Linked DNA regions of Mus musculus: all the other regions are linked to region 3. The links are chromatin contacts, called in public ChIA-PET and HiChIP or PLAC-seq maps. All regions are on one chromosome and are shown on one strand. Each heading gives the region's core, a stretch centred on a gene start, on an enhancer-like site or on the middle of the called end of the contact. The rest is flanking DNA. Distances are from core to core; before and after follow the strand shown.

Region 1 (2,700 bases), core at 186-2,685, 840 kb after region 3:
GGTGATTTGCACAAGCAGAGTTAAAAAACGTACGTTAACAAAGGAAAACTTCAAATCCAGATCTCTAAACCTGAGGTTCATGGGTGAGCTAAAAACCATGTGACATTTTGAAACATGACTTCCCAGCCTTGGCCCTACTCACACTTCAAGCTAGATGATTCTGGGTGTGCCCTGTGTAGTTACAGAGCAGACTCCTGGCTTTATGGACTGGCTGCCAGTAGGGCCTTCCCAGTCTATGGGTCATGCTTACCCCAAATATCTCCAGACTCTGCCAAATGTCTCCCAGGAACTATTCTTTCCTCTTCTCAAGACTATTGTGATAAACTTAATGTGTATTACATCGCTTTCCTGGGAGGCTCATTACCTGTATCCTATTCCTACAAAGGAAAGGCTTGGAATCAATCACTTAAAACCTTTCAAACAATCCTGAAACAACCTGTCTCCAGCTGATGCCGCCCAATTCAATGGTGCACTCGAAATTTTATTATGAAATATATTCCTACCCAGTTATTACTTCCAGCTGCTTTGAAAAAGGCACATCACAAAAACTGCATCTAGGCAAGTATGTACTTCAAAAGTTGCTGGTCCCAGATGGCAGCTTCCTAAAATAACTGTCCTCTGTGGAGACTCCAGAGGTCAGTCAGTCACCCACAGAATACGGCTCTGGCTTCCGAAGGGTTAAAAAGGCTGATGGCAAGTCAGAACTGGGCAGGGCCTGAGAAGAAATCAAAAGGAGCAGATTTCAGAAAGGAAATTCAAAGGTTGTGTAGATAGATGTTAAAGCTGATCATGGGTTGGGGAGTGGAGTGGGTAAGAGGCAGGGAAGGGGACGGGAGGAGAAAGGAGGGTAGCAGAAAGAGGAGAGAGGGTGAGAGGGGAGGTAAGGGAGTGGGGGGAAACCCAGGAAAGAGGAAGAGGAAAAAGAGGAAGAGAAATGTCTTGAAAGAAGTTCCCAAAGGTTTGCAGCTGTTGGGAGAGGCTGGCAGGGGAGTAGCCTGCCTTCTTTCTTTCTGGCTTTGCCCCCACGGAATCCAGCAGCCTCGCATGGCGTGCCCAGCCTTCTCTTTCCTATGTCCACACCCGTCATGCTCTCTGCCCTCCAAAGTGACCACTTCTCAAGAGCCCCTTAAAGCTCATAGACATCGCTCTCCCCATCTCTGAGGCTACTTCCCATCCTGGTCCTCATAAAGGCCGCGCGAACACTGCAGCCCCAGACCCCAGGGTTTGACCCAGAAAAGCAAACAGGGGTCGGGTGTGGCCTCGGCGCCCCCGGGGAGCTGCGGGGAAGGCGAGCAACTTTCTCCCTGGATTCTCAGTCTGTCTGCCGCCCCCACTCTCGCGCGTCCAGGACTGCGCGGCGGGGCCGAGGGGAGGGGACAGCGGCAAAGGGAGGGCGGGGAAGAGGCGGCGCGTGCCTCGCCTGCCAAAGCTGGAGCCGGCATCCACCGTGTTCCCGGGCCGCACGGCCGCAGCCGGCGGGCTCTCCGGGTGGGTCCCCCTGACCCTCCACCCCAGCTCTCCAGACTCGCCTCGATCTCCGTCGGGATAGTGGCAAAGGCAAGAAAGACAGTCTTCTTTGGTGCCGCGCTGTCCCCGCCAGGGAAAGACAGCAAGTTGTGCTGCGCCCGGGACTCGCGAGGGACCGCGGCCGCCGCCCGACCGGGTAAGTAGCGCGCCCCGGGGCCCCGTGCCCGGGTCCCTCCTGTCTTTCCGAGTGGCATAGTTCAGCTGAGGTCCTGTCGGCCTCCGGGGGGTGCTGCCTTCCTTTCCATCCTTATCCGTCCCTTTCTCAGAGCCGGCTGCAAGAACTTCCCCGTGCCGCTTTGCATCCAGAGATCATTGTGTGTGTTCCTGTGTGCTCCAGGGTGCGGTGCGTGCGTCTAGCAGTTTTGGGGGAGGATGGTGGGTTTAAGTTCATCTGGACTAGGGTAACTCACTCCAGCTGAGAAAGAGGTCCCTTTCTTCCCACTCCCCACCTTTAATGGTAACCCCCAGACCAACTCAACTTCAGCCTCTGCTCACAGCTGACACGATTTTAAAAACCGTAGCCAGAGGGAGCTCCCCTTTGGGTAGAATCCAGAACAGAGGGCGAGCAAAGTGTAGGAGACTGGAGTTTGGAAGCAGTTTGCAGATGGAACCCGACGGGGTGGGGGTGTTCTTCTGTGTTCTTTGTGGAGAGTGTAGCCAGGTGTGCAAGCCAGCCCACCTCATCGAACCCTTTTGAATAGCTGACTTGACATTAGGTATTGGAAAAGAGTGAGTGCTTGGTCTGAAATGGCCAGCAGGTGAAAGCACTGAAGCCAAGGAGTCAAAATAGGAGGCGTGAACACATTTGCCCCGGAAAATTAAGACAGAAGGCGTTTTTAGTGTTATCGAGTACTGGGGGTGTGTAACTATATATCACCCGATATATACACCCGAGTGGTGAATACTGTTAGTTAAATTTACAGTAACTGGGGGTGTGTAACTATATATCCAATGTATACACCTGAGTGGTGAATACTGTTAGTTAAATTTACAGTACTTCTGTAATTGTATGAAGTTCCCACTATCATGTTGCTTGGTTGGCACACTCATCAAGTGATGCCGAGGAGTGGCTAGAAACTAAGTGTGAACTTGCAAGCCAAATAAACAAACTACTGTATGGTCCATTTTATTTTAATATCCGGAATTATGTCTCCTGCTAGTAAAAAATGCTAC
Region 2 (2,963 bases), core at 355-2,854, 640 kb after region 3:
TGATGTAGGAAGCATGGCCTAATAGAGTAAGTAAAAGCAATGAGAGTGATGCTCTTAGAGCCTGCCCCTGGAAATGGATTTCCTGAGAGGAATGAGAGTCAGGAGAAAGTGAACAAACTTTAAACTGCTCAAGGAACAAGAGGCAAGCAGAAATCCTGGCCCTGTGTACGCTTTACACATACAGAGCACACCCTATGTATGATATGAAAATAGTATCTGAAAGCAAGGCAGCATGGACTATGTCCTGCATTAAACGGATTCACTGTGAGGCAGGAGAAGTCTTATCCCAGCCAGGAGCACACAGTCATGGGACTGGTCCTGACAGGAACGTAGACCCAGCTATGTACAGATGAACTGATTGATGATGGGGGTGGGGCTAAGAAAGAACAGCTTCTAATATCAGATTTGAATAAGATCCTGGTCTGAACAGCTTTAAGGCATCTGTGTGCACATGATCAACGGGGTCCGTGGTCACAAAACTCTTGCAGAAACGGAGGTAGAATCATTTTGAGCCTGTGGAAGCAGTCTACATCCCTGCAGGCTAGCCTAGCTCCTGAGACATTCTGTCATGGCATCCATCCTCCCTCCAGCATCCAGGACTTCTGCGCGCTAATTGGGTTTAAGGAAAACCTGTAATCCCAGTGTTCTGGCAGCTGGGACAGAAAGACTGAAAGCTTAAGGGCAGCCTGGGCTACAGAGTGAGTGATACATTGTCTCAAAAATAAAATCATAAAATAGCTCAAAATAAAATCAATAGAAGTATTTCTGTTTAAAGTACTGAATATTTAAATACTGACTATAAGAATGGACAGCACTCTTGTCTGAAGCTGTAGTCATCAGATGGCTCCCGGAAAAGCATCAACGACCCCCGAGACTTCTGTGTATACCCTGTGGGCAACTCATTTTTATCAGAATCTTTCTTCTCCTTCCTGTGTTGCCAGAACCTTTTGGACATGGGTTCTGGACCAGGAAAGACTATAGTCAGTAGAAATGCACTTGTTGCACCCTGAAGCTTCTCTGGGTCCATCCAACTCTTGGACCTGGGGACTTCCCAAGACTTTGCCCTAGGCTGCTGGAGAGTCTCATCTGTCTTCTCTGCTTGGCTGTACACTCACTGATGGCTAATGGGAGCAGGCTGTAGCGTGGGAAAGGCGAAGAGGGTTGCTACAGTGTTGCGGAGACTCAACGCTAGGCAGACTCTAGCTACCTTTGACAGCGACAGGCTGTTGAAGAGCAAGCGCTGCCTGCAGAGAGCTGGACTGTGGTTTGCTACTGTGGACACTGACTTCATTTGTTCTTATTTCTTGTTCTCAAGACAGCCTATGAATGCAGACTTGCCTGGAATTTTGAAGTGCATAGATTATTAAGGTAGGGAAGAGAAAATGTGGGTGTTAGAGGGGGACCACACCCAGGCAGCTGCCTAGGATACAGGCTCTGTAGTGTATTCTAGAAGTCCCTGGCAGAGCTCGGCCTCCAACAGAATTCTCCTCTGCCCTGAGACCGCCCATCTTCTCCTTCCAGGTTGTCTCAGCAGAACTCACCGTCTTGGCTGGCCTCTTCAGCCCTGGTTCATCTTCTCATCTGTCAGGGACCCACCTGTGGCTTTAATGTGGGCCTGCCTGAGCCCCACCCTCCTACACCCTGTGGTTATCGGTCCTCCACCCTGATCTTATCATCTGCAGGAAATCAAAACACCATGTGTGTGAGCATAAAATTCTGTCATTTATTTGTGTTGCAGACTTCAGGAAGAGGAGAGAAAGAGAAAAAAAAAAAATCACAGTTCACTTTTCATTAAAAAAAAGGGGAGGGGGGTCACAACGTTTAATTCTTAGTGACCTAAAGTCAGCTAAAGTCAGCTTCACTAACGACCAGGAAATGCCTGACCCTCGGGTCCTCACTGTTGTCATGAACTCCAAACGTTTTAAAAATGGAAATTAAAAAAAAAAAAAGTAATTACCTCTTAGCGTGTTAAAAAGTTAAGTTGAATTGCCCATTACCATGGAGATGGCTTCCTGTTTACCACACTGGTCGCCCAGCTGTTGAAGACCAGCCACCCAGCCAATGAAAAGACAGCTTTTAGCTTCCCTTATTCCATTAGTGCTTCAAATAGTGAGTCAATACAACCTGTAATTTACTAGTCGGTAAAATTTGATAAATTGTGTTTTCATATATATTAGTGGTTTTACGTTTAACAAAGTCCATCATATGGAATTACCACTATGGTTAAAAACATTATTTTATATTTTGAGAGGTAGGGGCTTCCCTGTGCTTAAAATGCCTACCCTGTGCCTTTTAAAATTCTGGTATAGCATTCTGGTACTTCAGACAGCCTCCTGCAATAAGGAATTGTCCTCTTTCCTCTTCACTGGTCAAGAAAGCTGCACTATTACCCAATACTGATACATAATATCCTTTATAACAAAATCAAGACTCTGGCTACCAATCCCCAAAGACCCTAGGATTCTAAAGTACACTATTTTGTGTCTGATAATAAATAAAAATTATTTGAAAATTGAGAAGTTTTTATTTTTCTTCCCGGCCTGCATGTAAAAATATTATCAAGCTACCTAATGAGTCCAAGGAGATGGGACCACAGATTTCAGTAACTAAATCATTTGAAGAAGAGAGGTATGGGGACTTGGGTGGAAGTGCCATGCACCTGGGAATGTGGCGATATTCGATACAAAGTATGGCGATAAAGAAGAGAGTAAAGTGTGTAAGCAGGAGGAAGCCAGCTCCCAGCAGTTTGTTGGAAAGCTTCAAAAGAGCCCTCCTGTGAAACAGTCGGCAGCTAACCACAGCTCTGGGAGGCTTCTCCTCACCTTGGAAGAAGCTCAAAGCTTCCCTAATGAGCCCTCAGGTCTCCACAGTTTCCTGCCCAGACCTTTTGGGTCTGGTCTTTTTGTCCCTTTCCTGCTACCTCCCTGTCCTTCTCAGAGGCCTTTGTGCAGCACCAATGGCTT
Region 3 (2,700 bases), core at 123-2,622:
CCGGTCCTGGAACAACAAAGCCAAGGGAAATGTTTTCCGTGGCTGACATTTAATTGTGAGCACACGGTGCTGCATTATCATGGGGAGAGACTGGAGTAGGGGCATAGGCTGGCTTCAAAAGCCTGGGTTCTTTGCTTTAGCGTGTCCCATTTTGTATGGCCTCAGAGAGCCTCACTCAGATTGTGTGTTACACACAATTCCATAATTCTATAGTTTTTCAACCCACCGCAGGGATTCCTTGTGGATCATTTCATAGCTCCTCCAGAGTCTGCTCTTTTGCAGCTTGCAGAAACAGTCAGCTTTTCTTCACAGCCTTCATATGGATCCTTAATAAAATAATCTAATCCAACACACACACACACACACCGCTATCCTACCAGAGCTGTTGGAGACATTGGAGAACTTAGTCCCAGCCTGTCATTTGACAGATGAGAGAGGTGAAATGCTTATCCAAAGCCACACAACTAATTAGAGATAAAGGCAGGACAAGATCTGCTTTGCCCATCCTGGTCTTTGTGACCTGCCTCTTGCCGTTTTGATGCCCAGCAACCTCTGGCCTGACCAGTTCACAGCCATGGTCTCTTCCTTTCTGGCAGCCATTGAGCTTCCTTGCAGGAAGATGGGTGAAAACTGAGGGGGTGGGACGGACAGGCTTCCTAGCTCAGTGGCAATTCCTTCATTTATTTCTCCTTTATACAATGAAGGGGGCAGTATCTTTATTGGTTATTTTTTGTTATGATAATATGCAAAACTGACTGTAGCTCTCCATAACTCTCCAGAAACCATTTCTCTTGTGATACAGGGTTTGAACTCCTGTGATATAAGAACAAGGAATGTCTTCCATCTTTGGGACTATGTTTGGCAGTCTTCTGATAAAGGGGGCAAGTGGCTCCCCCCCAAAAAAACTTCAGTAATTCAAATTTCTTTGCAAGACCCTGTGATATTATTATTATTTTTATTATTAATTATAGGGGAGATGCAGACCACTGATCATGTGCTAAGAAATAGACACATTTTTTTCTTGTACCAACTTGCAAGAACATCCCACCACAGCTACAGTTGCCTTTAAAGTCCTCCAGTGTCACACTAAAACAGTTTCAAATAAGCCAGGCACAAAAGCAGCCGGCATGCCTTACACATCGTTCAGCCTGTTTAAAGCAAACAGACCCACCCCACGGTCCACAGACAACTAGTCAACAAGCAGGCGAAATTTCCAAACAAAAGACCAGAACATTCCGGAGCTCTCTTTAAACTGTCTTCTAAGAGCTGGAGAAGGAAACACTGGGTGGGCAGGCCGTGCCCGAACCTTTCGGCTGGGCTTCCGCACTTGTAGAACATTGGTTTATGCAGGGACCATGTGACACGGTAACAGAGAGCTCAGATCTCTAAATCTCGTTTTCCTTTGTGTCATCCTCCCTCCACCCCCTCCTGGATGGTGAGTCACCCGTCTCTGCAAAAAAGATCCACAGTTCAGTGATGTCCTAGGTGACAGCCGCATGCTCTGCCTTGGAGATTCCGCGCACATCGAGTGTGATCGACCGAGATAACAGAGGTTGGAAAAATCTGTGAAAGGGTTGAGCTGTTCCTCAGATGTGGGACATTATTTCCACAGGTTCGACAGTCTGAAGCATGAATATTACTCACTGAAACACTGCCATAAGAATTAGGAAAAGAAATCAGGACCGATTTTTTCAGGTAGGTGTATAAGGGTCCACATCGGGGATGAGGGGAAAGCCAATCACAGAGCTCATCCTAGGGAATGCGTTCCCCTCATGTTGCAGTCTGGTAAATGCTAGAATCTTGGTGACTCATTGCTTCCCCGATGTCCTTATTTGGTAGCATGCAAATAAGGAAAAAAAAAAAAAAAACACGATCGTTTCAGATTTAGATTTCCTCAAATCGTGGTGTGAGCAGCTATTTTTACTTTTGCTTCAATCACCATTCTCAGTAGTAGAAAGTTTATTTAGAGTTGTAAAAAGCTGCTTTTTTTTTTTCATTTGCAGGCTAAATTTAAATATGGAATTCAGCAACCGAAGAACTCTCTTGGTCAGATCCAGCAGTCATGACCAGGAAGTCCAGTTCTGCTGGTATCCGGCTGTCTTCCCTAGGCAGTTCTGATTCCTGGTACTTTACAAGTGCGAGCTTGGAGTCTGTCTCCATAGCGCCTCCACCTGGTGTGCTTTACCTTGCCCACAGATGCACTAGACCCAATTCTTTCACTTCTGTGTGGACTACCTGCAGGTCCAGGGACATGATACTTATTTTGCTGAAAGCAAAGACTAACTGAGGTAGCTCTCTACATCACATCCTGCATCTCCACATCCTTGGCTGATGCCAGATAAGGACGGTACCTACCCTTAGTGTCCCCAGTAGTTGTCACATCCATCCAGGACCAATACTCATGCTTCCACATAGCTCAGAGCTGGTGTTTTCCTACTTCCCAATGGCAACTGTGTGGCTGACACCTGCACAGTGGGCTCACTTGGCACCTTGGGTTGGGATACCTTCCTGTGAATTGGCTTTCAGAAGCTCGTGTGGATGACAACTCTTCAGGGACAATCAGTCTAGACTGTATTTTTCAGCCCCACCGTATTCTAATCTTGTCTCTTCCTGTTTGATAAAGCCAACTGTGGCTCCTGGGGCAGAGACTGGAGGTGCTAACTTCCTGTCTGCGACAGGCCAATGAGCCCCAGCTGTTTC
Region 4 (2,936 bases), core at 51-2,550, 600 kb before region 3:
CTCTGAGTGTTTACATATTTTACTCTGGGAGGTCTTATTGCATCAAACAAAATGGTTTGTCATCTTTGTTTTGACTTAATGACAGATATATATACATATGGATTTTGCTGATGCATCATTAAAGATAGGAAGTATTTATTATCTTGTTGAAAAATGTCTCCTGATAAAATAGAATTTCCATTTTCAATGACCTCATATATACTTTGAATTAATAAAACCAGTTACTAAAACAAGACACACTTGCTTGTGAGTTCTGTGCTTCTTTATTGGAAAGAGTGTTTGAAGACTATTTGTAGCAGTAAACAGGTAGACATAGAGTTAATTTGTGTGCCTGGCATGCTGGTGCGGACATGAAATCCACTTGGCAGCTAAGGCATGAGATTAAGGTCATTCTTCACTATGTATGGGCTCAAGAGTAGCCTGGACCACATAAGCCCATGTCTCAAAAAACCAGAAAAGGCAGGCAGAAAGAGATGGATGGAGCAGCAGTGATAAACACTGGCTCTTCTATTATTAGTTGTGCTTGAATTCTCGACTCTCAGCTGGAGCGAAAAAGAAAAGAGCTCTGATACCAGCCAGAGGGGGAATTTGTTTTTCAAAAGAGGTTTCACACTTCTGCATATCTCCTACCTTCGATTTAAACCTAATCCTTGTCAGGCCCCCAAGGACAGACATGGGAGTCACTGGAAACTTCTTGTTCTTCTTTACAGCTGTCCATGTTGAATAAATTCACATCTGCGTTTTCCTATTGTGTCTTTAGATGTCCTATTGGGAATAGGAGGCTGAGCCTGGCTTGTTAGGGCTTTGAGGGTCCAGGCTCTGACCCTAATGACATCAGCAGCCTGTAGCTCGTCACAGATTATACAAGAGTTCCTTCCTTCTTGGAGGGAGAATGGGGACAGACATTAAGGTAGGAACTGGATGGGATTTGAACCCATCACCGGGTTCAAATGAACGGCCATCACTGAAGGCAGAGGAGCAAGAACAAGGCTTAGAGGTAGAGGAGGTTTGTGTGTGAATGAGGGGATGGTGGAGCAGGGCTGGACCATAATGCACCAGAGAGTAGCTAGGACTAATTTTGAATGAGATGTTTTCTTTGGCAGGAGAGAGCTGTGGTCAGAGTTGGGTATAGCTGGAATTGCAGTGGAAAGAAACCACAGCAGATACCAGGGCAGCACTCTGGAGCCCATCCATACCCTCAGAAAGATGGCTACTCACTTTGTAGGCTGAGGAGGTCCCTGCTGGGCATCACTGAGAAGTGGAGTCTGGCAAACTCTAGAGACCGTGTGGTGGTTTGCCTAGGCTTGGCCCAGAGAGCAGCACTATTGGGAGGCATGGCCTTGTTGGAGGAAGTGAGTCACTGAGATCAGGCTTTAGAGAGCTTCCTCCTGGCTGCCTGAGGATGCCAGTCTTCTCCTGTTTGCCTTTGGAACAAGATGTAGACCTCTCAGCTCCTTAGCACCATACCCACCTAGACACTGTCAGGTTTCCTGCCTTGATGAGAATGGACTGAACCTTAAGCCAGCCCCAATTAAATGTCCTTTTAAGAGTTGCCTTGGTCATGGTGTCTCTTTACAGCAATAGAAACCTTAACTAAGGCAGAAGTTGGTACCAGGGACTGGGGTACTGCTGTGATAGGCCTGACCATGTTTTTGTTTGGAGGAATGTAGATTTTGGGACTTTGGATTTAGGAAGCAGTAGAATGCTTTAAGTGGGGCTTAATGGGCCATCCCAGTAGGAATATGGGAGGCATTGGTGCTAAGGGTGATTTTTAACTCTGGAGATTGTTCTTATGGTGTTTTGGTGAAGAATGCTGCTGCTTTTTGCCCTTGTCTGAAGAGTCTGCCTGAGGTGAAGCAACTTCAGTTTATTGCACGGACAAAAGAAGTCTCAGAAAAGCCCAGCATCCACTTGTGTCCTCTGGCTTACTTCCACAAAAAGTGTTTTCATCAAGCAGAGCAAGCTAAGAAAGGGAAAATATAAAATGTATGGTTCAAGCAATAAAAGTAAGCCAGGAAGTGCAATGAAGCTAAATCCTGTGTTCAAGGAGATAAATAGATTAAGGGAGTAGTGACTTTCGGATAAGATCCCACCCAGCTAAGCTTATTATGTAAGCATTTGGCACTGAACAAGAAATAGTTATGTCATGGTAGATATTATTATTACTTGGTTATTGTTTTCATTTGGACTTTTAATCTGGAATGAACTACAATTCAGAAATGGAGAACACGGGTTTTTGATCCAAATCTTGAGGAATAGTGGCCATGAAAAGCTTAGGTCCAGGCAAGGTGGCACTCGACTTTAATCTCAGGAGTCAGAGGCAAGCAGGTAAGAGTTCAAGAGGCGAGCATTCAAGGCCAGCCTGCTATACAGAAAGTTCTAGGTAAAGAAAAGTTTAGGTCTAGACATAGTAATATAGTCTTTAATCCCAGAATTCAGGAGACAGAACCATGCAGATTTCTGAGTTCAGGGTCAGTCTACAGAGCAAGTTCCAGGACAGCCAAGCTTGGGCAGTGAAGGAGTTGGGAAACAGAAACCGTGTGAGGATGTACTAAAACAAAGGGGCCATGTTCCAGCCCTAGCAAGCATCAGAACTCAGCAGGTTTGGCCATGTGGCTCTGACTTTAGAGTCAAGAATAGAGTCAACCAATTGGTGCTGGCTAGCTGGAGCTAAGAAATTATTAGTGATTAAGAAGAGACCAACATCACTGAGGTGAAGTCTTCTGGGAAGTGTTCTCTGAGAGGACAAAAGAAGCTGTGTTTCAGAGATGACCAAGGTTGTATCGCGTGCTGCGGCTGGACTTGGTAATGTGTAAGAGTCACCCAGGTGGTGTTGGTTTCAAAGGCATGAAGGGGTCAATGAGAGAAGCTGAGGTTTGGCACTGTCAGAGGCCAGGGAAGGCTATTGGTGAAGGTGCAGCCTCAGTTGCAGTTGA
Region 5 (3,045 bases), core at 396-2,895, 660 kb before region 3:
GCCAGAGAAATTCTATGTCTTGGCAAGTGCCAGGGTCACAGTACGTAACCAACAAATGCTTGGTGGTTTAATTTTGTGTGTATGTCCCTGTGTGCACTTGTATTTGCATGGGTAGGCATGCGCCACGGTGCATGTGAGGTCAGAGCACAGCCTACAGAAGCCAGTTCTCAACTTCTGATACATGGATCCCAGGAGACCCATCCTTCTCCGGTTTAGTGGCAGACACCTCTTCTCACTAAGTCATCCCATAAACACGTTTTAGTTGAACTGGGGGCTACCACAGTGTTGTGGATAATCTAATTTAGGAAGCAAGAGATGTGGCCTCTGCTGGAAGTCCTTACTGCATAACTTACCAATCAAAGTCCCTTGTAAGCTTGCTAAACAATTTGATAGCATGGTGCCTTGGATAGCTTGGTTAATGTCCTGGGCTCAAAAATCTAGGAACAGTTATACAAAGTAGCAATGCAGGGTGGCACTCATGTGACCGTCAGTGTTGCTATTGGGACAGGGATAAGTGGCCTTACCTACACGAGTCACACAGATCGACACAGTCTAACCGCTCTTTGGTGGGGGAGAGATTATAAACTAAAATAAATTTCAGAACCTATGAGGAAAAATGTATAGCATCATTTTCATGGGCAGACAATGCTCTTTGTCCTTCTTACTAATGCTGTGTCCTTTCTGTACCATCTATCTTCAGGCTACTACTGCTGAGCCACAGTGTGTTAGTGCATAGTGTGTGTTATTCTTACATGTGGTTAACTACCAGGAGCTACCTACCACATTACTGCCTATTTGAAGCAGACGTAAGTCTTTATTTAGGGCCTCACACTCTTTTCTCTCAAAAGCTGAATTTATTACTTTGCACTTATAAAACAGAAATCCTTTGGTTTTCTAAATAATAAAAGAAAATAAAATGCATTGGAAGCTAAAAATCAAACCAAACCAAACCAATTTCTTGGGGCTGCACACGGTGCCTTTTGCTAGTGTTCAGCTAGCATGATCGTGTCCCTGGGTTTGAGTCTCAGCTCTGCATAGCCTGAGTTGGTGGCATGCACCTATAATTCCAGCCTTTAGGGGGCAGAGGCAGGGGAATCAGAGGTTCAAGGTGCTCTGCAGCTACACAGAGAATCTGAGGCCAGCCTGGGCTACACAAGACTGTCTCAAAAACCGAAATAACACCAGCAAAACCTTTGTATCATAATTAGAGGGAGATTTTTCAAAAGAAGCTGTTCTTAGAGCAATCTCACACGAACAATAGGCAGAATAGTTCTTTTACTACTCTTAGTTATTCGTGCTATGGCACAAATACTGCCCAGCTGCTCTATCAAGGAGCATGGGGAAGAGGCCATTGTCTGGTTCCTTCCGCTCGCTGGCTCCCCCTAGCGGGATCGGTGAGAAGGTAGGTCAAATGCTTGTTGACAACACATTTCTCTTTTGGGTGGGGATTAAGAAGATAAAGGCTGTTTGGGATGTCTCTACAATGGGTCCTAGGCACTGTCCTGTCAATCCCAGGACGGATGTCCCTCAGAGTCCCAGTGCTCGAGCAGCAAAAGGGACCTAGAAGCCCGTAGTGGCTCTGTGTTCCCATCCTGTGACTACAGTGATGACCAGCAAGCCAGTGCCTGACACTGATGCCCACTTCTGTACTGACTCAGCTTCCAGAAAGCCTCGGGCTGTAGTCAGCCCCTTCCACCCTCAACAGATACCGCATGTGCCATCCGCCATTCTGAGAGCTAGTTATTGTCTCCCAATGCCTCTTTCCCAACAGTCTTCTCTTGGTGTTTGATAAGACCAGAGGGTGAAACGTTGCTCCAGTGGCTGGCCCCGCCTATGTACCTGCAGCAGTGCTAGTTGGATAATGGGGGACGAGGGGGGAAAGAAGGGGTAAAGGACACAAAAGTGGGAGCTGACATTTTGGTGTCTGGGGGATTGGTGGACTGGGCATGCATATGATGAAGACACGCTCGCTGCATACACATGTATGATATCGTCAAAGAACACATAAAATGTTATTCTCTAAAAAATGTCACTTTTAAAGACATTTTTAGGTTTGACTACAGTCAGTGAGATGACTGTAGGAGACGGTCTCAGCTGTACCTTCCATCTCACCACAGGACTTCCGTCGATCCTAGTCACAAGTGAAATGACAGGGTGTGGGAGTCTCTGGGAATCCCTGTTTCGGCTGGCTCTCTCTCATCCTCTGCCTACACAGGCTCCGCTCACTTTTCTGACAAGTCTCTCAGATGTCAGTAGCACCCCAGCTCCAAGCAACATGGAGCTCAGCCCGGCCACTCGGAAGTCCTCTCTCACCCTTCAGAAACTGCAGGTACCTTGGTCCCAGTATCGGCTTCTCTGCCTCTACCTAGACTCTGATGTCTGATGGGTCAGAGCTGACCAAGATGCCTAAAAAATGCTTGGGAAGTCTTGGACAAAGAGTGACCACATCTTTTCCTTAGGGCACAGCTCTTTTTGAAAAATTTCATGTGTCAGGGGAAGGTTGGGTAGTGGGAAGGGGAGGGTGTTGGATCCCTTGGAGCCTCCAATACTGGGATTCAAACTCCAGTCCTCATGATAGAACAACAGGCACTCTTAACTGCTGGGCCATCTCCCCAGCCCCAAACTGTCAGGCATACCCGTCTCAGGCTTCCCTAGTAGCTGGGCCCACACATGCATAAACTGAGCTTAACTGATGAAAACACAAACAAACAATTGTGTGGCTGATCATGTGTGGCTCACGCCTCTGATCCTAGCACTAGGGAGGCAGAGGCAGGTGGATCTCTGAGTTCAAGGCCAGGCTCATCTACACAGTGAGCCACAGGACAGTCAGGACTAAATAGGAAACCCTTGTCTCAAAAATAAATACAAACCAAGTGTGTGTAGGATGACACTGGGTGTCCTGATCTACCACTCTCTGCTTTAGTCCCAGAGACAGGGTCTCACTGAACTTGAGGTATGCCAGCCTAGAGACCCTCCCATGAGACCCAAGTAAAAGCCTTGTGAGTGCATAAGGGACCAAGCCAGGCTTTTTACTTGCTTTCTGGG
Region 6 (2,782 bases), core at 273-2,772, 680 kb before region 3:
TGAGGCACTGGGGAAGCCTACCTCACATCGGACGCCACCCCACCAGGAGGTGGTCATCAGTCAGAGCGGTTTGTAGGCTTTTTGATTTCTAAAAATGAAAATTGATCTGCATTATATCTCAATAGACTCAGATAATTCTCACCAAAAATTTTTGTCCTGTGTTTAAATAGCACTGGAATAATTCAACTTCATTTAAATATATTCATTCTACCATGAAAATATTTCATACAAACAGCTATTTACATACAAACACATTAAAATTTGTGGAAAGGGCTCCACCCCTGCGGCTTTATGGCTTGAAATAGTTTCATTGCTTTGAATATGTATGCACATGTTTGGCAAAATAAAACTTACAAAATTGAGTCTTTTTGAAAACAAAAATCACCACCCCTCCCCTCCCCTCCCCAACCCCGGCAAAACCAAACCAAAACCAAAAACAACCCTCCAAAACTAAAACCCAAAAAACACTGACACCAAAGCTTAAAATTTTAGAAGGGAAAGCAATCCAAGCCCCGCTGCCCCGCTGCAGCAATGCAAGCCTCAGGGCGGGAATCTATCAAGGTACCTCCCTGTACCTGGAAATTGAAGATATTTGTGAACCTTTGATCTGCAGCAAAGAAACATTGCGACTCTCCATCTTGCAACATAGTTTTGCTTGTTTGTCTAAAATAAAAGATGTCTGGATTCTAAATCTCTACTTTGAAGACAGAATTTGAGGTGGCTGTTTGAGAATAACCAAAGCCTAGAACTCTTGACCTTCTTGGAAAATGTAGAAGTGCATTTTTGCAGTGAGAAATTTAGATTTTTTTTCTTAAACCAATTAAGTAAAATTAATAAAAGTGTCACATACTGTCTCACGAAGACAACCTTTTATTTCAGTGTTCACAATTGACCCTTCCACTCCCAGTACTAGGGACGTAAGCCAGGGCCTCTAGCTGCTAGGCAGATGTTGGACTTTGAGCTGTATTTGCTGCTCAACGCAACTTTAATTGTCACAATTAAATGTTGTAAATGATTACATGGCCTTGTTGGTGTGTGGGTGTGTGTGTGTGTGTGAGGGTTGGTGATAAGGAAACAGTTTTTCAAGACTGATGAACCCCAAAGGGGAATGAGGCTGAACTCTAGTCCCAGTCAGGTTCAAAGAGGCCTTGACAAAAAAAAAAAAAAGGTTTCCTTTTTAGTTGCTGGAGAGGTCAGGGATTGAGAGGATTAAAATAAGAATCTGTACTAAGAAACTCAAGTCTTCCGCCTGTTACTCTGTAACCTTATCATTCTTTTGTGTCCTAATTTCAGTTCTTTCTTTTGCTTCTGTTAGTTCCAGCGTATGCCCCAGTTAGGGGGGACGTGCTCCATGGATTAGTTCCTAGTCCTAACTCCTAACTCTAACACAAGGCAATAATAGTTCAGCATAGGAAAGATGCTAAAGATGGGTCAAGTCATGCAGGGTTGGACTGAGACAGCTCTGAATGAGGCCTCTCGAGACCCGTGCTGACGTCAGGCAGGTAAGCCCACAAGCGCCAGCTGTCAGGAAGACAGCGCACAGTTCTTTTTCTTCTCTACCACACAGAATCTCAATCATGGCTGTTTGTGATTATGATCCTGAGAGAAGACCAGACTTGCCCGCTTCCTATGTCCTTCTACAGTAGAAGGCACATTCGGAGGCTTTTCTGTTTTGGTTCAAGCAAGGAGCAAACCCCAACCTCCCTCAGCAGCTAATTCTCTATGCAGCGCCTATGCTGTCTGCTTCTCTTCTCCACAGTGAGGTTCTGGCCTCTTTAACAGTTGCAACCTATGACTAAGCAAGTTACCTATGCTTGGTAACTTGGAGAGAGGAAGAGAGAAGGGGAGGGGGAAGGGGAGGGAGGGGGAAGGGAAAGCAAGGGAAGGGGGAGGGGAGGGAGAGGGAGAAGAAGAGGGAGGAAGAGGGAGTAAAAGGAAGAGGGAGGGAAAGGAAGAGGGAGGGAGAGGGATAGAGAAGGCGGAGGCAGGGGCAGTGACTGGAATGGGTCACAGTCAGGGAAAGGCACAGAGTCCAGCAAGAGAGAAGAGGAACTTAAGACATAAGGAAAGAGGTGGAGCAATCGGCTGGGCTGCCATTCTGCACACACACACCCAGGCTTCTCACACAGCAGAAGAAAAGGAGCTGAAAGGCACCAGGAACCCAGGGCGAGGGGAGACAGGGAGGCTCGGCTCTGAGGGTCTGCTTCCTGTGTCTAAGGGTCACCGACACATTGCTGCTGGGTTTGAAGTCCAGTGTGTCTTCCTCCACTGTGGGATGGGAAAAGTAGATCGGTTTCCCAGCCACATGTGTGTGTGTGTGTGTGTGTGTGGAGGGGCGGGTGCGTGCCATGCTGGGTGTGGTCAGAGGCTAGCCTTCAGGAGTTGTTTCTCTCCTACTATATATGTCCTAAGGCTTAACTCAGGCCATCGGCTTGCCAACAGCACCTTTACCTGCTAAACGTTTTTTGCTGGCCCTTAAGCCCCCCCAAATTGTTTTTGAGTCCCATTTGGATGAGATTGCTAGAGTAGCCCTTTAGGATAGAGGTTGAGCCCCTACAGCAACTGAGGCTAAGGTTCCATCCCCAGGTGTGAAATCCTGTGAGCCTGGGCGATTGGAGGTGGAACCTGTTCTCTCGTCCTCCGTCCTCCTTCTCATCTGGTCACTGAAGTTCAGCCATTGTTCTCCCCAAAGCAGCCAACTCTCTTTGGGCACATTTACAGAAAAGCTCCTCTCAGAATCTGAACCCACAGACTCAGCCTCCTGTCAGAGTTTACTGAATGG
Region 7 (2,822 bases), core at 137-2,636, 790 kb after region 3:
TTCAGCGCCACAGCATCCAGGTTGGGCATATTGGCTAAAGAACCCTAGAAGAAAGTTATAAAAATGGTTCATTAGAAGATTGCCCAAGTTCAGAAAAATCACATAGTTGTTTCCAAAGAAAAGCGGCTTCTCGTAACTACAGTAAGAGTAGGGCGGTGACTGAGGAGCAAAGGCGCAAGTTATCAACAACGGAAACACCACCACCCTTGAGATGTACTCGGAGCAAGGAAAGGAAAGTGACAAGCACTTGGAGGCTGCGGCCAGGTGTGGAGGCTGCTGCCCTCCAAGCGAGCAGAGAACAGCGAAGTTGCACTGTCAATCCATTTCAGAAAAATTAGAGAACAAAAGCTGCTAATTCTTTGCTTAATTTTTAAGGCAGGATGGTACTTTGTATTAGGGTTTCCCATCACCCCAGGACCTATTAGTACTGGGGTTCTGTTCTGTAAGATTATTTCAGTTCAGAACATTTTTCTTTACTGATCTGCTAAGTTAGATGGAGGATTATATTACTTGTCTAGCAATCCATACATTCATTTGGTTGAAAATAAAATGGGACTTTAAAAATCCATCAGTATGAACATTGCATACACTTTGTAACACCAGTTTCTCTGTCTTCGCATCTTGTGACACTAATTCCTAAATATTCTCATTACTTTTCACCAATAATTATTCTCATTCTCAGGCGTTCTCCTAGCCCTGACAGTCACTGTACTTAGCCTGTCTCAGCGCAGGACATGAACACAGAAGACAGCTAATCCGTAGCAGGGCCACGATTAAACTCTAGAGTCATCTCTAGAAGCCACCCCAGCTGCCCCTTTGCCAGGCCAAGTGGTACGCACCTGATCAGGTCTATGTTGCTGTATAGTGTTGTAGATGTAGCTCAAGCCAACTCTAGTTAAAACATAAGAGGCTTGCTCATTGATAAGAGTGTCCAGATGGGCTTCAATCTACAATAAAGCACAGCAGAAGAAGCACTTAGAAGAGAACTATCAGTAAGAGCAGAGCACACTGGGCCGGCGGGCGGCCATCATGGACCTGACAGGCAGCCTCCGTCTGTCCGAGACAGCTGCTGCTTCCCTTAGTTACAACTAACCAACAGTTCCAGGGCTGGCCACTAGCTAGGAAATATGGGTGCCTGTTCTCTCAGCTGTTTCAAAAGCAGAACTCGGAAGTCGTCACAACCATGTGAAATAAATTACTCAGGGAGAACGAGGCCTTGAAGGCTACATCCTGAGCCTGCCTCCCTCCCTTCCCTGGACAGCCCAATCTCCGAAGAACCTTGGTGAGAATCGGCGCTGCAGCTGAGAAATGAGGCACCTGCAGGAAAGCGCCCCAATAAAAGGAAGCTGCTCTTCCCACTTGCCAGCCTCCCCCTTCCCTTACACACCACGAAGCGTCCCCAATTTTACAATCTGTCAACTACACAGAGCACCACCAACTCCCGTCTCTGCGCTATGTCAAAGCCTGCCTAGTTCAAGCCACTCCAGCACCAGCCTTCCTCCCACCAAGAAGCCTCCCACGTTCTTCTTTTTCATGTAAATACCCAAGGAAGCATAACTAAGGGTCCTTACTTCCTGGATTTACTGAAACCTAAAAAAAATAGTTCGTTCAAATGTAAGCGTTTAATGAAAGTGAAAAAGAAGACAGTGCTGACAGCCAAGTCAGTGAACTGAAAAAGAAAGAGACAGAAAATATCAAAGAAATGAGACAAAGAGTCGCACAGTAAACTGGAGAAGAGACCCATGATATAAAATGAAACAAAGATAGGATCTGCAGAGTGTAAGAGAGTAACACACAGAGAGATGACAGATAGACAGACAGACAGTCAGACAGAGTGAAAAGTTTGAATCTTTGAACGGAAATGGCTCTCAAATGTTTATGATGGGAATAATCGGAAAAAAGAAATACCTAATATGTTGTGGAGAAGTAACTGAACCCAAAGAAAAATCCTTACAGGCTTCTAGGTGGACAGAGCCTGTTATTCCAGGAGGCTCAGACTTGCCTGATCTTAGCAGCAGTGCTGGGGAAAGCTAGATGACAGCTGGAGAGGAGTGAGGTGATGGTGGGATCTGGAGCCTCAACCCAACAACACAAACTGTAGCTGGAGGATCCCATGAACCTCAGTCTAGCTTTACCCCTGTATGTCTCTAGAAGTGTGTGTGCAGAGTCCAGCGCACACATCATACGTGGTGGGGAGCATAGAGACTCTGGACAAACTAACAAACTCCATCTAACAGATACGGAACTTTGTGCCATGCAGAAAATGTACAGAACTGCAGACAAGCATGTAACTGCTGGTAATGCAAAATAATGAACATTTTAAGGAAATAGATCTGAGACAAGTGGCAGAGAATTGGGGTTGACTTAGAAACAAATATGCAAAACATACTTATGAAGTATGGAAATTAATCATTCTCCCTTACATGGCTCAGTTATCAGCACTGAAAAGAGGAGAGACTCTTCAGAAGGCCATCTCCTGCCTCAGACTATAGTGTAGGTCAAGAAGGCCAAAGTGACCATGAGGCAGGAGGACGAGGTCGTGAGGAATAGAAGACACAGATAAGCATGAGGGGCTGAGGGTGAAGCAGCAGGAGAGGGCATGGGGTGGGGACAGGAGGACGAGGTCGTGAGGAATAGAAGACACAGATAAGCATGAGGGGCTGAGAGTGAAGCAGCAGGCAGCAGGAGAGGGCATGGGCTGGGGACAGGAGGAACAGAGGAGAGGGCAGTGGACAAGCACACATGCACTCATGCAGATGCTATCCTGAAGCCCATTATTTGTGTGCTAAGCTAAAAGGTATTAAAAACTGGATCCTCTCCAA

What was found. ChIA-PET counts read pairs in DNA pulled down with a chosen protein or histone mark. HiChIP or PLAC-seq counts read pairs in DNA pulled down with a chosen protein or histone mark.
Region 1: an RNA polymerase II ChIA-PET map of memory CD8 T cells shows a contact between it and region 3, with 16 read pairs. The contact joins the promoter of Lhfp here to the enhancer-like site in region 3. A contact is called at or near these places in 4 of 115 datasets of contacts at active chromatin or transcription factors (large pre-B cells, memory CD8 T cells, regulatory T cells and 1 more) and 2 of 9 other capture datasets (adipose tissue and liver).
Region 2: a contact with region 3 is called in an RNA polymerase II ChIA-PET map of memory CD8 T cells, with 41 read pairs. The contact joins two enhancer-like sites. A contact is called at or near these places in 2 of 115 datasets of contacts at active chromatin or transcription factors (memory CD8 T cells and thymic regulatory T cells) and 1 of 9 other capture datasets (embryonic stem cells).
Region 4: an H3K4me3 HiChIP or PLAC-seq map of bone marrow-derived macrophages shows a contact between it and region 3, with 8 times the contacts expected there. The contact joins two enhancer-like sites. A contact is called at or near these places in 2 of 15 datasets of contacts at CTCF or cohesin (the NIH/3T3 cell line and hippocampal excitatory neurons), 21 of 484 Hi-C or Micro-C datasets (the Ba/F3 cell line, the C2C12 cell line, the G1E-ER4 cell line and 14 more) and 18 of 115 datasets of contacts at active chromatin or transcription factors (the NIH/3T3 cell line, T-cell acute lymphoblastic leukemia, VIP interneurons and 15 more).
Region 5: an H3K4me3 HiChIP or PLAC-seq map of bone marrow-derived macrophages shows a contact between it and region 3, with 9 times the contacts expected there. The contact joins two enhancer-like sites. A contact is called at or near these places in 1 of 15 datasets of contacts at CTCF or cohesin (large pre-B cells), 7 of 484 Hi-C or Micro-C datasets (CD4 T cells, the N1E-115 cell line, cortical neurons and 3 more), 25 of 115 datasets of contacts at active chromatin or transcription factors (the 230-238 cell line, the SCID.adh cell line, T-cell acute lymphoblastic leukemia and 21 more) and 3 of 9 other capture datasets (adipose tissue, embryonic stem cells and liver).
Region 6: an H3K4me3 HiChIP or PLAC-seq map of bone marrow-derived macrophages shows a contact between it and region 3, with 5 times the contacts expected there. The contact joins two enhancer-like sites. A contact is called at or near these places in 1 of 15 datasets of contacts at CTCF or cohesin (large pre-B cells), 10 of 484 Hi-C or Micro-C datasets (the G1E-ER4 cell line, the HL-1 cell line, cerebral cortex and 4 more), 12 of 115 datasets of contacts at active chromatin or transcription factors (the 230-238 cell line, the NIH/3T3 cell line, T-cell acute lymphoblastic leukemia and 8 more) and 1 of 9 other capture datasets (embryonic stem cells).
Region 7: a contact with region 3 is called in an H3K27ac HiChIP or PLAC-seq map of regulatory T cells, with 8 times the contacts expected there. The contact joins two enhancer-like sites. A contact is called at or near these places in 4 of 115 datasets of contacts at active chromatin or transcription factors (the 230-238 cell line, bone marrow-derived macrophages, cardiomyocytes and 1 more).

What each region holds. Positions count from the first base shown.
Region 1 is chr3:53,040,112-53,042,811 of GRCm38.p6, forward strand. Lhfp (lipoma HMGIC fusion partner) reads left to right here and starts at 1,436. Exons shown (of 4, transcript NM_175386.3): 1 at 1,436-1,663.
Region 2 is chr3:52,838,762-52,841,724 of GRCm38.p6, forward strand. No RefSeq gene overlaps it. Among named protein-coding and RNA genes, the nearest start is that of Gm30292, 42 kb to the left of the region's middle. Within about 2 kb of position 1,605, at least 56 of the 459 cell types and tissues checked have an H3K27ac peak or open chromatin away from gene starts, as enhancers often do. A contact at or near this core is called in memory CD8 T cells and thymic regulatory T cells, where this site is marked.
Region 3 is chr3:52,196,784-52,199,483 of GRCm38.p6, forward strand. No RefSeq gene overlaps it. Among named protein-coding and RNA genes, the nearest start is that of Gm30074, 18 kb to the left of the region's middle. Within about 2 kb of position 1,373, at least 216 of the 459 cell types and tissues checked have an H3K27ac peak or open chromatin away from gene starts, as enhancers often do. A contact at or near this core is called in the Ba/F3 cell line, the NIH/3T3 cell line, T-cell acute lymphoblastic leukemia and 9 more, where this site is marked.
Region 4 is chr3:51,592,426-51,595,361 of GRCm38.p6, forward strand. No RefSeq gene overlaps it. Among named protein-coding and RNA genes, the nearest start is that of Setd7, 33 kb to the left of the region's middle. Within about 2 kb of position 1,301, at least 18 of the 459 cell types and tissues checked have an H3K27ac peak or open chromatin away from gene starts, as enhancers often do. A contact at or near this core is called in the Ba/F3 cell line, the NIH/3T3 cell line and bone marrow-derived macrophages, where this site is marked.
Region 5 is chr3:51,538,681-51,541,725 of GRCm38.p6, forward strand. The region is part of intron 3 of Setd7 (SET domain containing (lysine methyltransferase) 7); the gene reads right to left. Among named protein-coding and RNA genes, the nearest start is that of 5031434O11Rik, 20 kb to the right of the region's middle. Within about 2 kb of position 1,646, at least 49 of the 459 cell types and tissues checked have an H3K27ac peak or open chromatin away from gene starts, as enhancers often do. A contact at or near this core is called in T-cell acute lymphoblastic leukemia, bone marrow-derived macrophages, muscle stem cells and 2 more, where this site is marked.
Region 6 is chr3:51,516,614-51,519,395 of GRCm38.p6, forward strand. Setd7 (SET domain containing (lysine methyltransferase) 7) reads right to left here. Exons shown (of 8, transcript NM_080793.5): 8 at 1-2,782. Among named protein-coding and RNA genes, the nearest start is that of Gm36008, 7.0 kb to the left of the region's middle. Within about 2 kb of position 1,523, at least 97 of the 459 cell types and tissues checked have an H3K27ac peak or open chromatin away from gene starts, as enhancers often do. A contact at or near this core is called in bone marrow-derived macrophages, trophoblast stem cells and uterus, where this site is marked.
Region 7 is chr3:52,989,120-52,991,941 of GRCm38.p6, forward strand. Cog6 (component of oligomeric golgi complex 6) reads right to left here. Exons shown (of 19, transcript NM_026225.3): 16 at 840-947; 17 at 1-44. Among named protein-coding and RNA genes, the nearest start is that of Cog6, 27 kb to the right of the region's middle. Within about 2 kb of position 1,387, at least 41 of the 459 cell types and tissues checked have an H3K27ac peak or open chromatin away from gene starts, as enhancers often do. A contact at or near this core is called in regulatory T cells, where this site is marked.